3 separate regions of the Mus musculus genome follow, and all the other regions are linked to region 1. Evidence: chromatin contacts called from public ChIA-PET and HiChIP or PLAC-seq data. All regions are on one chromosome and are shown on one strand. The core of a region is the stretch at or near the end of the contact, and the rest is flanking DNA. Distances in the headings are between cores, read along the strand shown.

Region 1 (3,117 bases), core at 341-2,840:
GCAATCGTGCTGCACTGAATTCCTTTCTCTTTTAAATTTTTTTTTCTTTTTTTGCGGTTAGCATACAAACTAATGATTTTTCACTCTGGTGTTTCTGCACACGGTGCATCATGGTTCTTGGCCTTCAAGTTTTCTTCTTCTCTTCCCTGAACATCCAAGTCTCTCCTAGATTGAAAGACAATCTTCAAAGGTTCATTCTCACCGCTTAATTTAGGTTCCAAGGGCGGGTGTGGTGAGCCTGGGGGTAGCTGCATTAAACACACACTGGGGGATGGAAGGAGTGGGGGACAGCCCCTGTGATGACAAGCCTCTATCTACCTCAGGACCATTCCAAGGACTCCTCCATGACCCGAGATGAGGCAGTTCTCACACCTTTCTTCACCACATGCTATGTACTCTCTTGACCTACACTTGTGGCCTCCTGCCCCGGCCTGAGATACCACCGTGAGATTTCTTATTTCAAGTAGTAAGTTTATGATGTGGCCAGATGTTTATTACAACTTCAGAATACATCAGAGCTCGACAGTTGTCCACAGTGCTGCCTAGGCTGCAGTGGAACTCCAAGGCTCAGGCCTTTGGTTCTGTCCCTCTGTCCCTCTGCCCCTCTGCCCGTCTGCCCCTCCCTCCCTGTTCCTTTCTCAGTTCACAGCAGCCCTGAGGGTCACCTCTACAGTTGCCTATTCTATGGGGACATTGCTCTGTTTCTGGGAGATGTGACTCTTCTTAATGAGGAGATGCTTCAGCCTGAGGATTTCTGAGAGTGCCTGCAGAACGCAGCAGAGAACATGCATCCAGGGCGGGTGGGCTGACACAGCTGCGGCAGGCTCACTGGTGAAGTAGAAAGAAAGCTGAAAACTCTGGCTCCCGAGCTGTCAACTTTCTGTGGAAGGGTATTTATGGGAACACGAATACTCCAGTTCCCTTGGCCTGACAATAATGCAGAAAGCTGAGAATGCAGGGTCGGCTAGTCCAGGTTAGGCACTATGGACCCGGTCCTAGAAGCTAGTTCTGTTTTGCCTCCGTCTGCCCCAGCAGTGTGTGCACATTTTTCTCCTGAAGAGCACTTTCAGTAGAGGGTGGCAAGTGGCAGCGGGGCTGAGAGCTGAGGAGACCTCACTTGCACTCAACACTTCTCTAGAGAAAGCCTTTCATCTGACTGGCTCAAAGCACCCGTGAGTGATAATTTACTCCTTGGGACATCTCCTGGGGAGGTAAGTGTGTTGTCTCATGGTTTTGTTTGTTTGTTTGTTTTGTTTTGTTTTGTTTTGTTTTGTTTTGTTTTGGTGTGTGTGTGTGTGTGTGTGTGTGTGTGTGTGTGTGTGTGTGTAGATTAGAACAAGGTGACATAGAGTTATTAAACGATCCCTTCAGTGAGCATATCTCTAATAACTGGGACCGGTTTACTGAAGTGGGAACAGACACCAGAGGCTGGGGCAGTGGCAGAAGTCAGGCCCTGCCACCTGGCTACCTTTGCCAACCCATTGCACACCTTCCCCAGTAAGTAGTGAGCTTGCCACTAGCCCTGGTGCCTCAGTGAGATGCTCACAAACCCAGGAAGTCAAGAGGGAGAGAAAAGAAAGAGAGTACACAGCAAGAAATAGCCCAGGACGAGGTTAGAGGCTCTCTCTGGCTTCCTGTAAGTGCAATCCTAACAAGCCACATGCGAGGGAAACCAAATGTCATGTGAAGCAGTGAAATTGTCACCCTCAGGAGGGCTGGGCCCCAAGGCGAAAGGTCAGACTGATCCCCTCTCTAGTAGGGCTGAGTTCCCTTACACTATTTTTAGCAACTCCTAGAATTTGCCAGCTATTTTTAGAAGCTCCTCGAATTTGTCACCTCACCCAGATACAAGAAGAGCCGAAGAATTACAGTTTGTCCTTCGACTGAAGGCAATGTCAGGCTTCAGCTGATGGACCTCCGAGAATTGTACACAGGTCAGATGTTAATGGTGACTCACACTGGAGCCTCTGACAGTCAAAGGACTCGACTCAGGTGGAGAACTCAGCAAGTGGTCATTACCCCACCTGCATGGCACAAGGTCAGCCTGGTGCTTAGCAGGGTGGACCTTGAAGCCTTGAGCCCCACCTCTACCTCCTTTTCCTCGTCTGCAAATGAGAGCTTGCTGTGACCTACCTCTTGCCGAGGTGGTGGTAAGAGTGTGGACTCACTCTTAGGAAGTATTCATGACCAGCAGCTGTTATTATGGTCTTTTGTTGTTGTTGTTGTTGTTCTTTAGGTTTATATTTTTAGAAAACTAAGAATGGCCACAAGGATGCCAATGGACAATCAGGACGTCGTGCCTAGGTCTGAAAGCCATACCATTTCTGCTGATAGAGAGCACCCTGGGAATCCTAGTCATGGGCTAGGCTCCGGGGTTCTGCGGGTTTTATTTGTAACATCTCCTGGGCCATTGGTAGGGTGGCCTTGGCTGGCACAGTCTGTCTTGGACCCCACTCTCAAAGATCTTCCAAAGATCTGCCTTGTGCCCTTACAATGGAGAGCCTGAAGCAGTGACTGAAATATTTCCAGTGAGCCATGTGACTCTGATAAGACTAGCAGTCCTCTCTACAAAATAATGAACATGGGCTCCACGTTTATTCCAGTGTTTCACATTTCCCACAGCACAGTAGTTTAACCTGTAAAGAGTCACCCTGAGTTAGCATCTACTGAGCCATTGCTACCAGGGAAAGCATGGGTTCCCTAAGCCTGTGGTCACAACATTTTTGTCAACTGACCCATGTAGTGCCATGTCCCTGTATGCGTCTGTATAGAGAGTCTGTCTTTATACACCATATACAGAACAACATTGTAAAATCATTGGTTTATTGGCAAAGAACTAGTGACTGTGTCTAGGTACTAGGTGGGTGGCTCAGTGAATAAGAACACTTGCCACACAAACAAAATGACCTGGATCCCCAGAACTAATGTAAAGAAGCTGCGCATTCCTGGAACTCCAGTGTTGGGAGATGGAGGCAGGCTGATCTCGGGAGTCCACTGGACAGCCAAAGTAGCCAAAATGGTGAGATGTCAAACTTCTGCTTCAGTGAAGATCCTGTTCGTAGGCAATGACATGGAATGTGAAACCATACTCTTATGGCCTCCTTGTGTTTGAACGGG
Region 2 (3,201 bases), core at 103-2,602, 600 kb after region 1:
CAATTTAATGTTCATTGTGGATTGTCCATAGATTTATGATGGCTGTAGAGATGTTCATAAAATCTGAGCTATGCAAGGCTTTCGGCATCTGTCTCATTTTTATCAGAACCATAAAAATCATCACCCTCTTGTTCCTAGTCAGTCTTTCCTGCTAGATAATATAAACCAGAGAAAAATAACGTTGTATCTGAGTGTCTACTTTAAGTAGACTCTGTTGCAGAGGTGTGTGTGTGTGTGTGTGTGTGTGTGTGTGTGTGTGTGTGTGTCTGTCTGTCTGTCTGTCTGTCTGTCTGTCTGTCTGTGTATACAGAATAGTGATGGTATGTCTGGAAATGGAGAGAGAAGAATATTGAATTAAACTACATATGTTTGAGGATTAAACAGGCTCTGTACGAAGCTCTTCCTAGTACCAACTGTCTTATGAACCAGAACGATGCTGCTGTGGGGCACCACTCGTTTTAGCCATGCGCTGACCTGTCCTACGCAGGAGCACAGTCTCTCAAGTGTACACAGAGAGGGGAAGCAGGTGCTTCGACTCCCCAGCATCTGGTTTAAATGACCACAATGCTGAGAGCACCTGCAGCCAGCATTTCAGCCAAGTCTGGCCTCCCATTGTATTCAACTGTTCTTTCTGCCTTAAGCAAAAAAGGCATTGTTTATCTGATTTGCCAAAGGATCTCCGGGGAGGTGGAGAAAGACCGGACAAACAAAGCTAAAACTGAGCGCCAGTGGACCGCACGGGAGGATCTTGATTATTTGTGACTATCCACGGGGATCTTTCATCCTGACTAAACAGAGAGAGAGAGAGGAGGGGGCCCCACGGGGACATAGAGAGACAGACAGAGACAGAGAGAAAATATCAGCTGCATTTGGTGCTGCGGGTTTAAGAGCAGAGCAGAGAATAATCTTACTGAGAAGGTGGAGCTGTAGTTTGTGTGCTAAATGTTCAGTCTATGCACTTTCCACGTTCCTAGTTTAGAGCAACTACGCACTGAGAGAGCTGACTGCCTCTAAACGATGTCAAAAGCAGTAGTAACCTTGGTTCAGACTTTTCAAATCAAGGTATGAAGAGCAAATAAAACTGACCCACGGAGGGGGGGGCAGTTAGAGGGGGGGACAAAAACCAAAACCCAAAACAAACCTGTGGTCGATGTGTTAGAACCAAAATAAAATGACCAGTCGTATTTTCAAGAACACGGAAAATAAAGTCTTCCTGCGTAGTGTTTGCTTAGTAAATAATTCTGTGGAGCCCCTTTATTTCCTTTTTTCTTTTCTTTTCTTTGTGTAGAGCCCCAACTAGTGGGAGATTGGAAAACTGCACCTGAAGAGAGGCCATTTAAATGGAGGTGACCATTGGACTTCCGGCCAGCATATGAGCACTTTAGGACAAGGCTGATTTTCAGGTGTGAGACTGCAGACAGGTGCTAAGAGGGGAGGGTTGTGAAACTGCCTTCTTCTTAACTTTCTGCATGCTAAAGGGCAACCTGGCGCCGAGGAAAGCAAACACACTCTCTGGCATGTGAAATGACTCAGTGCACTCTAGCTACAGCTAATTCGAGAAAGGAAAATAAATTCTGAGTTCAGAACTTATATGCCTCAAAGATCTTTTTTAAAAGAAAGGGGACAACATCCTGTAACCGAAAAGAAAAAAGAAAAAACTGCACAGGCTGGAGGAAAAAGAGCCGGTTTCACATGTTAAATGAGAATTCAGTTAGAAATATTTTTACCCAGTTGGTAGTTTTTACTGAGAAGAGATAAGAATGTGCTGTGTTGTGATAAGAGGAGCTAGCTGTAGGTAGACCAGCAGGCCGGAGGCCATCATGCAGGAGAGATCAGAACTTCAATGAAGAATGAGACAGAAACGCCTAGAAAAGTGGGGTGTACTGTTCTGAACTCAGAATTTATTTTCCTTTCTTAAATTAGCATAGACAGAGTGTGCTGACTCATTTCACTTGCTAGAGAGTGTGTTTGTTTTCTAAGGGGACTGAATCTCAGGAGCTGCTGGGATTTTAAGTTTGTTTCTTTGTTTCTTCTTCCATCCTTTCAAAAACTCTCATTCTGCTCAATTGTTTTTAAAATAATGTTTCCTTTGACAAAAAGTGGCAATAAAATGCAGACAGCCTGGAAAGGCTATTAAAGAAATAATCCACGATGAGTTCATTAATTAAAGTATAAGAATGTGCATCAGGGGTTGTCATGCAGGCTTCAGGGTGTTTGTGGAACTCCCTAACAAGAAAGATCTATAGTGTGTGTGTGTGTGTGTGTGTGTGTGTGTGTTTCTGAATTCTCAAAGAATCCCATAAAAAACAAACAAACAAACAAACAAATCCAACTACACAGGAATCTGCACATAGACAAAAACCAACCACATTGTCATAGATGTGCCTCAGAGTGGTCTGACTTCAGAGACTGCATAGAAAAGCCCCACAGAGTCATCAAGCCATGTCTAGGGCATCTCACAGAGCAGATGCTAACCTCCAGAGTCACAGGCTTCCCTGTGCATTGTGCACTAGAATAAAGGTGTGGTGGGTGTCCTGCTTATACCTTGAGGGCATATGGGTGCACACAGTCCTCATCAGCTGCAGGGATGAACAACTCGCTCTCACCACTTCCCTCCATGTGAATGTACAAAAGGCCACTTATGCTCAAAATTTGAACATAGTAGTAATTATTTTTTTTTATCCCCACAGATTAGCCAGTAAAATTCAGAATTTAACCACAACAACAGAAATACCTTTAACTTTTAGGAGTCAAACACCTACTCAGTATACACAGTTGTTACAAAATATCAATTCAAGGGAGTTTTCTCTGCCACTTAAAGTTTATGGTGATTATTAAATAAACAGACCTTTGCTTCATTTGAAAAGGGATTTGTTTAAATACTACTTATTTGAAGATCATTAAGTCTCTGGAGTTCAAGGATATCGAGGGTGGTGACTGCCTCCCGGAGCTATCTAACTTCTTTTATGATGTCAGCTTTCCCAGAGATTTTATTTAACAAATGACTTCACTGTGGAGAAAAGCTGTCATATTAATCTATCTGTCCTAGCCTTCACCTTCCAGCCTCACTGTGATCATGTAAGAGAAGTCTGAGGGGTAAAGAGAGAACCCACACTACCCATTAGCAGTCCCCTGTCAGGTGGCACGTGATCCTGTGTCAGCACACTCGGCTCCTCAGCTGCGGACTCCCTGGTCTTTCCT
Region 3 (2,972 bases), core at 263-2,762, 620 kb after region 1:
CTGACTATGCTAGTTCATGTCCAAAGCCTTTTATATTTTTGTCTTCTAAATTTCTGTTGAGTGTCTTGCCTTCTAAAGCAGGCGTAGTTACTCTGAGTTAAGGTTCAGTGCTTGCTAAAGTTTGGTTTTTGCCTTTTTGTGATTTCTTCTAATAACACTTGTTCTGTGAACACTCCTGGAATCCCCTTCTGTCTAACTGGACTCAGTTTGAATTAATTTTAAATTGGGTATTGGCCAATTACAAAGCAAACTTTGATTTCATATGAGAAACGACTATTTTGAATAAAAGAGGGGAAACCTGCCAATATACCTTTCACAGTATTATGCTATATGAACTGGTAGGGCTGAGCCTGGCATGTGTTAAGTTGTAAGCAATTAATAACAGTCCATCCATTCTCAGAATTGATCACCACTATGGCTAATATCCTAGCAGAGAGACTACTGACACCAAAATCTTTGTCATGAACTTTATTACCGCTCCAGGAAGTGTCAGATGTTTATGGGCACATCGCATACAAGTATCTGAAAGCAGGGTGGCTGAGTCACCAGATTTAGGCCTTCCAGCGTCCAGATGTTAACTTCCTCCAGTGAGTGCCAGCTGTCACGTCCACTCCTTCCAGCCTAGCAACAGTGGGCCCTATGATTTGTTCCTGCCATTAACCCAGAGCAACAGACCAACATCTGAGTCATTCAGAAAGAAGAAGAAAGCAAAACAAAACAAAAAGCAGTGTCAATACAGAGCTGTGACCCAGAAACAAACACCTCCTGCCACAGTGAAAGTCCGTGCTCCCAGTGAGAGGGTGTGGCTGAGCTCCCAGGGATGGCATCGCGGGAAGGCTTCTCTCTTTGTCCCTGCCTGCTTCCACCTGAATCTTATAAGAATGGCTCCCAAATAACATCTTCTAACCCAAACCGACTGTTTACCTTTGTCTATATAGATGGAAAGTATGCAGAGGCGGGGCTCGTGAGGGTGGAGTGGTGAAGAGACATGAGTCTATATAGCTTGTTATTAAAGTATTAGAAGACATATAAATATCAAGATGTTCATTAGTGCCGCCTAAAGCGTAAGAGGCTGAGCTTTATTCCCTTTGGCCTTTCAGTTTCGGTTTATGCGAGGCTGCATACATGAGATGATCTCTCCTCTAGAACAACCCAGAAGGTACTAAGCAGGATGAGCCTCTCCTAGCCTCTTTCCTCGGTTTTACTCTAAGAGTTACAAAGATTGCCAATTCGGAAGCTTCCGGAGCATAAAAGACACACAACAGCTAAATATTTCATTGTTTCTCTGGCAAAGCAGCAAATATTTTTGTTTTGTCTCTGTCTTTCAGATTGTTTGCATCATTCCTAAACTTACACCCTGACTTGGCAGCAAGTTGGTATCTCTTGATAATAAGTTTCACAAGGGAAGAAAGCGACTCAGGGTTGCCGCTTTCCTGACCTAGAACACGAGGTACCTTTGTCAGCCTCCAGATCAACCACATCACAGCTGTGTTCTCACACATGAGCCCTTGTTCAAAGCGGCACGCGGCCATCTCATACCATCTCCCTTTGCCTGTAGCATCTGTAAAGATTACGCATAGCTTTGGCCTTTCTTTGCTTTCGGTTTAACACATGAAGCTGCTGAGGAGAGGGTGGGTGTTAGAGCTGGTGTTAGAACAAACTAGCTGTGCTCTCTCCGTCAATGGCGGCCTGCAGTCCTTCCAGGAATTTTGAAGAATTATACTTCCTTCTGCTTAAAACCACATAAGGGTAGTCCTATTTTCAACTCTCAACCTGGGACAGTAATCAATTGTCTAAAACACAGACTCCTAGGAATGATCCTACACAGCATTACAAACTAAATTATTTTATAAGGGATAAAAAAAATATGCATGGAATTTTTTAAAAAGACTTAATTTTTCTAAATTCATGTTTTATTGAAAAATGGGAAGTAAACAGAGGTAACACAGACAGAAATTTCTTGGTTTAAAAATAAAATTTTACCACTGCCAAAGTTACATCACTCTTTATAATCTGACAGTAATGCCCTATTGCTGAAGATACACTTACTCATGTCATCAAGCAGGGAGAACTTAAGCTGGTGCCTAGCTAAAAGCTTTGCCCCTGCCGACTGGTATCCATGGTGCTAGAAGGTACTTTGCATAATACCAGAGGAGAAAAATTTGTCCTCGATACCACTTAACTACAAACCCTGTGACCTACAATGGTGGTCTTCTGCAGGCAATACAGATGTGCTATGGCACAGATGTTAAAGGAGTAACAAGCCACTTTTTGATTGGGTTTAAGACGCATTGCATGAAACAGAATCCACACTAAAGAATACACTGCTAAAGTGGCCAAAAGTCTAAAATAGATAGGTCATAGGCCCTAGTGGGAAACCTACTGCTAAAGGCAACTTCTGCAATAAACATAGCAATAAACTGTCTGGATGATTTAATATGGATATATTGCTACACTCATAGATCAATGTGTCACCTCACCCTCATGGAGAAGTTTCACCTTCCTGTGAATAGTGACTAACTAGAGACCCACAGCTGGACAGTGTGCAGAAATTGAGAGACTTTAGAGTAATCAGCTCTAAATGAAATGTCTTTAACAAACCCCTTCTCTCAAGACTCAAGGACCTATGTGGGAGAGGAAGCAGAAAGATTCTCAGAGACAGTGATAGTGGCTGGCTCCAAGGAATGGCATCTTCCACACACAACAAGGCTGCTACACATATGAACTCACAGAGACGGTGTCGGTCTGTACAAGACCTGAACAAAGTTCAAAGCAGACAAAATCCCAACATAGAGAAGGGGAAGAAGACATGAGTCCCCCTTATCACATTGCTATTTGCACCTGATAGCTGCTGGGAAAGGAAAATCAATTTTCTCCAATGCAATCAGAGTTGGCCTATTCTGACCACACTGCAGGGCAGGCCCCAAGTCCTGGAGTAGTTGTCAACACAAAACAGACTCCATGTTTTTTGC

What was found. ChIA-PET counts read pairs in DNA pulled down with a chosen protein or histone mark. HiChIP or PLAC-seq counts read pairs in DNA pulled down with a chosen protein or histone mark.
Region 2: a contact with region 1 is called in a BATF HiChIP or PLAC-seq map of CD8 T cells, with 6 read pairs. The contact joins two enhancer-like sites. A contact is called at or near these places in 6 of 39 promoter capture datasets (the C10 cell line, cranial neural crest, liver and 3 more), 1 of 15 datasets of contacts at CTCF or cohesin (large pre-B cells), 1 of 484 Hi-C or Micro-C datasets (bone marrow-derived macrophages), 13 of 115 datasets of contacts at active chromatin or transcription factors (the 230-238 cell line, CD8 T cells, bone marrow-derived macrophages and 7 more) and 1 of 9 other capture datasets (embryonic stem cells).
Region 3: an RNA polymerase II ChIA-PET map of effector CD8 T cells shows a contact between it and region 1, with 10 times the contacts expected there. The contact joins two enhancer-like sites. A contact is called at or near these places in 2 of 484 Hi-C or Micro-C datasets (bone marrow-derived macrophages and nephron progenitors) and 2 of 115 datasets of contacts at active chromatin or transcription factors (effector CD8 T cells and embryonic stem cells).

What each region holds. Positions count from the first base shown.
Region 1 is chr10:44,401,876-44,404,992 of GRCm38.p6, forward strand. No RefSeq gene overlaps it. Among named protein-coding and RNA genes, the nearest start is that of Gm35028, 25 kb to the right of the region's middle. Within about 2 kb of position 1,591, at least 23 of the 459 cell types and tissues checked have an H3K27ac peak or open chromatin away from gene starts, as enhancers often do. A contact at or near this core is called in CD8 T cells and effector CD8 T cells, where this site is marked.
Region 2 is chr10:44,999,704-45,002,904 of GRCm38.p6, forward strand. No RefSeq gene overlaps it. Among named protein-coding and RNA genes, the nearest start is that of Gm40639, 23 kb to the right of the region's middle. Within about 2 kb of position 1,353, at least 132 of the 459 cell types and tissues checked have an H3K27ac peak or open chromatin away from gene starts, as enhancers often do. A contact at or near this core is called in CD8 T cells, where this site is marked.
Region 3 is chr10:45,018,984-45,021,955 of GRCm38.p6, forward strand. No RefSeq gene overlaps it. Among named protein-coding and RNA genes, the nearest start is that of Gm40639, 3.8 kb to the right of the region's middle. Within about 2 kb of position 1,513, at least 68 of the 459 cell types and tissues checked have an H3K27ac peak or open chromatin away from gene starts, as enhancers often do. A contact at or near this core is called in effector CD8 T cells, where this site is marked.